2 separate regions of the Bicyclus anynana genome follow, and region 2 is linked to region 1. A link is a contact called in public Hi-C data. All regions are on one chromosome and are shown on one strand. Each heading gives the region's core, a stretch centred on a gene start, on an enhancer-like site or on the middle of the called end of the contact. The rest is flanking DNA. Distances are from core to core; before and after follow the strand shown.

Region 1 (3,487 bases), core at 665-3,164:
GCCGCGCAGGGTGGCCACCGAATCGCTACCAGCACGGGACAAACTACCAGCCATAACACCGCTCCAGCGCTGGATAGCAAGGACTCTCAGTCCGCGCAGAAGCACTCAAAAAACTTGACTCATAGGCTTAGATGCCTTAGCCCCTTAGCTGGAAGAACCGAGAGAGCAAGTTCAAGTCAAGAGCCTCGAGGCCCGAACCCCCACCCGACAATCTCGGGAGGAGATAACTGCTACCCACTGCTGTTATTCGAATCAAATGACAGTTGTTGACGAAAAAACGATAATAATACTAATACTATTATTAAAAATAAATAAATAAATAAAAAAATAAATAAATAAATTACTTGTGTATTACCTGTAAAAATTAAAATGTTTTGTCTAAGCTGCATATTATTTTAATAAAGTGCCATCTATCGTAAAATGCGATTATTACTGTACCTACAATTTTGGGTTCTTGTCTTGGATTTACGATGTAATTAACTTCACTACCGCCATCTATACTTTATAGTATCTAATATAAGGTACATTTCTTGCCGCTAGATGTAGAAACTAGTATGCTATTTGCATACAAGTATAAAATGCATCGAAAATTATTATCAATCAATCAATTATAAAACCATAATTAATTCGTTAATATAGTCCCCGGTCCGGGACGTCAGTTATTCTCTCCCGGCCTATAATTGATGTTTGTGGGTGGGTTGAAAAAAGTAGCACCTCCAATCCAATCTTTATAACGCAAACGTCGGCGTAGCCCTACTTCGCTGATGCTATATTTCGTCTCCATATTCCAACGGTAACAGGAGCCAGTAACCACCACGCGGCGTCTGCTAGTTATTAGTAAAGACACACTGAACTACAAAACTGATTTTGCTCCGTTTGTAGAATGCGAAAATGACTCCGACGCAGCATCTCATCCCACCACTTCCTCGCCACCTTCGCTACATAGGAATGAGAACATTTCTTTCCTCATCAATCAAGGTGCCTGTGGGTATTTTTTTGCGTCCTTGGTACATGACCATAGTTCTATTATCTATATCTTATTACGGATCCAGTCAAGCTTCACTTTTTCCCTACCCCTACCCTTCTCTAAGTCTATCCTACCCCTAGTGTAAGGGTAAGGGTAGGGTAGACCCTACGCTTACTCTTACACTATCAAGTATCGTACTTTTGATATCTTTCGAATGAAATGTCCGAATTGATTAATTCCAAAAGTTAAATAATGGTATTGAGCGAGTCTTGAATCTGAAGTAGGTAATTTATTTTGAAAAGAATTAATACCAAGATACCTACAAGATTTCTTTCCGTTTGATGCGATGAGTCCGATACGTACCTACCTACGATGCGGATCAGTGGAGAGGGAGACTGGAGGCACTTACATAGTAGGTATGACAGAAGATCAAATATAATGCATAAGCTTAGTTTACTAGCACATTTTGAAACGTCAGGTTGCGTTACTACCTAATGGTAATAATAAAATTGAAAACTTAAAATTAAAGTTAAGTATGCTAGGTAAGTATAAATAATCAATAAATCTTAGTAAACTATTATATATAGGTAAGTATCTAATACCTATCCACTACCTATTCAATAACAATTTATACTAAAACCATTTTTCAAAATTTACTAGGTACTTCAAGAAAATGCATAAAACACTATAGTTTAATATGCGAATATACAAATAGCACAATACCATTATAGTAGAATCATAAATGCTTGGGGCTTTTTGAATTAGCCGTTTTATACGATCGAATAGTTTTTAAATAATATAACTGAACATTTGAAATTAGTTTTTCTAGCAAATGAAATAAAGTTTAACTTCGTTTGGTTAATTTTGACGGCTCCTGTCTGTCGCCATTTTCCATAATGGCCGCGAGTACCGCGAGTCGCGACATCTATACAAATTTTAGTGTCATGAAGAACTTGCCTTGTGTCGGACGTGCGTGTTTTCCACTGGGCTTATTGTTTGCAACCATTGTATAAAGAAAAATGATACGAAAATTAACTCGAAACAATCGGAATATAATACATTTACCTATATTATAGTTAATTAAATGTGTACGAAACAAAGAACTGTGTTCATCGCGTCGTAGGAAGCTGTTAGGTAGTCTAAAATAATGAATTTAACACGCTGCGGCAATCTTTCTATTTGAATTGTCGTGAACCTTGTTGTGGAATCGATTTTCAGATGTTATTAATGAAATTACTAAGGTGCTTGTGGTGATATTATTTGTAAAAAGAACCTGCTTAGCTGGTCTCGCGTTACGGTGACTTTTCGACCGACGGCACTGGCGGGCTCCAAATCGATAGAGATAATAAAAAATGCATATTTTGCCCATGGTTTCATAAAGGTTCCGTTCAATACTGTGCCGGTACGATTTTGCTACGGAAAGCTGTTCAGAATTCTCATTTGTTTGCAAACCGCAGTGCTATTTATTTAATGGTATCAAAGTTATGGTGATACTCAAACATCGCGAAGATTTTTTTCTCAGCGAACACGATAAGGTGAGTAAACAAACTATATCAAAATGTTTTATTGACTTTTCTACTGTTATTGCAAAAACACACGGTATACACACACAAAATGAGTAGTATTTAGGCGTAATGTCGTACTTACCTTTATTTTGTTTCTAATTACTCATTGTTAAACAAAAAAGTTTAATATCACGAACCATGAATAATTAAACAGAGTCGGACCTGCATACTAAATTATGTCAATTGCTGTAACCATAAAAAAACGATGATACAAAGGGCCGATCGCGTGAATACAATATTTTTATCAGTGCTAAAATCTTCTTTTGTTTGACATTTGACATGAAAAGTACCTATATAACAATACAGATTATATTAAATTGGTATAGATAAGCTGTTAATGGTATTAGAGGTGTTCTTTATTTGCTGATATATATTTTAGTGATGTTATCACTGACATTTCACATTTAAATTATATTTTAGTGTCACAATAAATCATTAATCAGTAATATTATGTTTAATCTTAATACATTCTATAATATCATTATTATCAACCCATATTCGACTCACTGCTGAGCACGATTTTCCCCCCTTGTCCTCGTCCACCATGCTGGCCCAATGTGGATTGGCAGACTTCAGGTTTCCTCACAATGTTTTTCCTTCACCGTTTGAGACATATTATATTTAATATCTTAAAATGTACACAACTGAAAAGTTGGAGGTGCATGCCCCTGGCCAGATTCAAACCCACACTCTCCGAAATCAGAGGCAGATTGTATCCACTGTACTATAATGTTCTATGTTTAGTTAATATCCTCTAACATGCTATTTTAAATTAGAAATCATTTCATTTAGTTCAGTTATTGTACAAGTAATTTGAAGGACATATGATTTCCACTCCCAGTATTTAAAGAAAGAATGCCTAGATTATTTGTAAGAGGAAGTTAGAATCAAATTAGATATACCTGAATATTAAACACAGAACACATGGTATAATACCATTGTCTTTCCATAAGGG
Region 2 (3,487 bases), core at 669-3,168, 210 kb after region 1:
CCTCGAACTATGTGCCCCGCCCATTGCCACTTCAGTTTCGCGACTCGTTGACGGTGACTTCACCTTTTAGTCACAGGAGTCACAGTACAGATATTAATTACTATACAACATTAAAAGCGGGGATTACTAAGAAGGCAGTCAGTCCTGTACATAGAGATGTTACATGTTTATAATAGATTTCTTCCCCCCACCCAATTTCCTTTTTTGGTAAAAACTGTAATGTTTATTTGCAGCGACATCGCTGACGCCGATGCCGTGTCCGATACAGGGCCGGTACAGCGTGCAGAGCTCGCTAGCTGACCGCCGCCTGCGCAGGCAGCAGCTGTCTTCTGGTGAGTGGACGTTGTAGGGACGTCCTTTCATTCCCGATCATACCTGAGAATTCTCCATGTTTTTATGATGAAGCATCGGAGTAAGCTACGAGTAGGCGCAGACTCCGTCACACAGCTGACGGCACGGACTACCTCATACGGTTATACGATTCATATATTACTAATAGGTCTAGGTCCATCACACCTCGAGCAGGCCCCAGGAATTGGTTTCCCTTTAGAATGCTTCAACACTCGCCTTACCTGCCCTACATCTTCTCCAATCCCACACTAAACAATTTATGATAAATAATAATTAGAACGCAAAACGTTATTGCATAAAGCGACTAACACGACTGGCAGCGTGACGACGTCTACGCTGCCTTACAAACAACTGAGCACAAACGCTAACGCATGTAAAACTAAAAAAATGTATGGGATTGACAGAGAGACGACGCAACGCGCCGTGTGCACAGGCTTTTATAGGAGAAGGGGAACCCACCATGTTGCTTCAATGTGGGTTGTTGATGATTATAATGTATGATTTCCAGTGGACTCGGAGTCGGAGTCAGCGGCGGAGTGCGTGGCCGGCGACTACGACAGCGCCAGCATCGGCTGCGGGCAGGGACAGGACACCATCGAGTTCAAGTCCTCCTGCACCAACACAGGTACAGCAAATATATCAAAGATACATACATGCACACTCAGATCTAAAACATAAGACTGAGTTGAGACTGAGTCGTATTATAAACAGAGTCTCACGGTTTCCATTCCCGTTAGATTACGGGAAGAAAATATAGTCTATGATATTCCCTGATAATGTAGCTTTCTATTGTTAAAATAATATTTCAAATCGATCCAGTAGTTATCGAGTTTATATGTAGCAAATACAAAAATACAAATCTTTCCTGTTTATAATATTACAGCGAGTAGATAAACAGTAGGTGTTTCGAAGCGTGCTTGTAGATACATTCTGGGCTCATACGTGGGCTTCCGTTCCGACAATCAGTTCCTGACTGCTGGACGTAATGCCAAACGTCCAATGTGTACTTTTAGCAGACTCAAAAGTGATTACAAAAATAAGAAAACTAATGTCGAACAAAGCTTATGATTCACAACATTTGTCAGGACAACTTAATTAACAAATTAAACTGTAACCAAAATAAGCCCTAGAACGGCAGAGAATGACCTTGAGTGAAGTCACGCACTTGTGAAAGTTGTGTGTAGGATTAAAGGATCCTTTAATTGTTGTTCGTTTTCCACTCAAGTCACTCTTCCCGCCTATCCCAATTATCCCATAAAGAATTACACAACAAGAGATGTGGACGGCTCGAACGTCACGACTGAAGCCGTCCGTACCGTAAATTACTTTTAGTGTAAATATTAATACAGTTCTCATTACATGTAATCACTTCGACAATGAGCTCGTGCTGATAGAGTCGTCTCCCGCAGTGTACACGTGCTACGGCAGCTGGCGCGAGGGCGCGCGCGGGTTCGTGATCGCGGCGCCGCTCGCCCGCCCGCCCGCGCGCCCGCGCACCTTCTGCTTCAGCTACACGCACCACAACGAGTCCGCGGGCGGCGCCGTGCGGCTGAGCGCCGTGCCGCGCGCGTGCGACCGCGACGCGCTGCCGGGCCGACACGGCGACAAGGCCTATAACCTCACCAGCAACGGTAACTGTCACCCGACACACTGAGCGGTGTCGCACAGTCGTCACAAGCAATTGTAACTGTCACCGACACACTGAGTGGTGTCGCACAGTCCTCACCAGCAACGGTAACTGTCACCGACACACTGAGTGGTGTCGCACAGTCCTCACCAGCAACGGCAACTGTCACCCGACACACTGAGTGGTGTCGCACAGTCCTCACCAGCAACGGTAACTGTCACCGTCCACTGAGTGGTGTCGCACAGTCCTCACTAGCAACGGCAACTGTCACCCGACACACTGAGTGGTGTCGCACAGTCCTCACCAGCAACGGTAACTGTCACCGTCCACTGAGTGGTGTCGCACAGTCCTCATCAGCAACGGTGACTGTCACCCGACACACTGAGTGGTGTCGCACAGTCTTTTCTTTCAGTTTACAGAATGCGTAAACTTAGTCTCACAAAGTTTGACGGACCTAACACATACTTTCACATTTTTTCTAATATACACAAGAGATTTGCCTTTTTGGTGGAAATTAATTAAAACATTTAATTTTGCAGGCACGTGCGAGCAGAGCAGCAAGTACAGCGTCGCGACGCGGCTCACGCCCGCCATCACGCTCATCGCGCTGCTGGTGGGCACCGCCTCCAGATGATATGACCACTAGCCGCTAGAAGTGTCTCGGACGCTGACCACACAGACACAACACTAGGTTTATTTTCATTATTGTGACGCGCCCAACTTGTAGTCCTCTCTGAGATAAACTAATTTATTTATGTTTTTAATTTTAATTCTACGTTAGACTGTCCTGTTGATTCAATAGCTCAGTTTCTGTGGACCATTAAAGCCCATGTTTGACTCTTGATTCTAACAGAATGTTAAGTCAACACCTTTATAACTTTATTTATTGATTTATTAATTTATTTCTTGAGAATACACATTACACAGTATAATTATGTATTCGACCACTCCTGGCGTGCAACAGTTACAAAGACACGAATAATTAAAATAAAAAAGACAATAGTTAAATCAAACATAATTTTGCGAAGACTGGCATAAGAACTTTGGCTTACGGCAACAAGTGTACAAAAAGACGGTAGAAACGAGTAGTGATCAGTGGCGTTACTAAAGGGTGGCAAAGCGAGACCCCAGCTAAAGAGACTCGTAAGTCTAAATAAACAAATACAAATCTTTATTGTTACAAGATTTTAGCAATAGATTCGTTTAGATCTTTTGGGCATGATGGATATCCGAGGACCACAAAATTCGAAGAATGTTAATCATTTCATTTCATCTGGTTCTAAATATTGAGATTGAGGTTGGTCCTCATTCGAGAAATTCAACACAGGCCTCAAAATTATAGTTACCCCACTGGTTACAGTAACTCCAGTAAAAATAGTCCATCTGTTCTGGGAATTCCGATTTACTTAGGATGTAGTGATGGCACATAATGTAAGATGTATATGACAAAACCTGTGAATTCTAATTATTATTTTTAGTGATTTTGATTTGTATCATAAACTGAAAGTT

What was found. A called contact is a pair of places that touch in the nucleus more often than the background predicts.
Region 2: a Hi-C map of whole body shows a contact between it and region 1, with 3 times the contacts expected there. The contact joins the enhancer-like site here to the promoter of LOC112045140 in region 1. A contact is called at or near these places in 2 of 2 Hi-C or Micro-C datasets (whole body and whole larva).

What each region holds. Positions count from the first base shown.
Region 1 is chr8:2,182,497-2,185,983 of ilBicAnyn1.1, forward strand. LOC112045140 reads left to right here and starts at 1,915. Exons shown (of 16, transcript XM_052883154.1): 1 at 1,915-2,502.
Region 2 is chr8:2,395,298-2,398,784 of ilBicAnyn1.1, forward strand. It overlaps LOC112045140, which reads left to right. Exons shown (of 16, transcript XM_052883154.1): 13 at 234-332; 14 at 860-976; 15 at 1,761-1,982; 16 at 2,518-3,487. The coding sequence ends at 2,612. Among protein-coding and RNA genes, the nearest start is that of LOC112045110, 36 kb to the right of the region's middle. Within about 2 kb of position 1,919, at least 5 of the 8 cell types and tissues checked have open chromatin away from gene starts, as enhancers often do.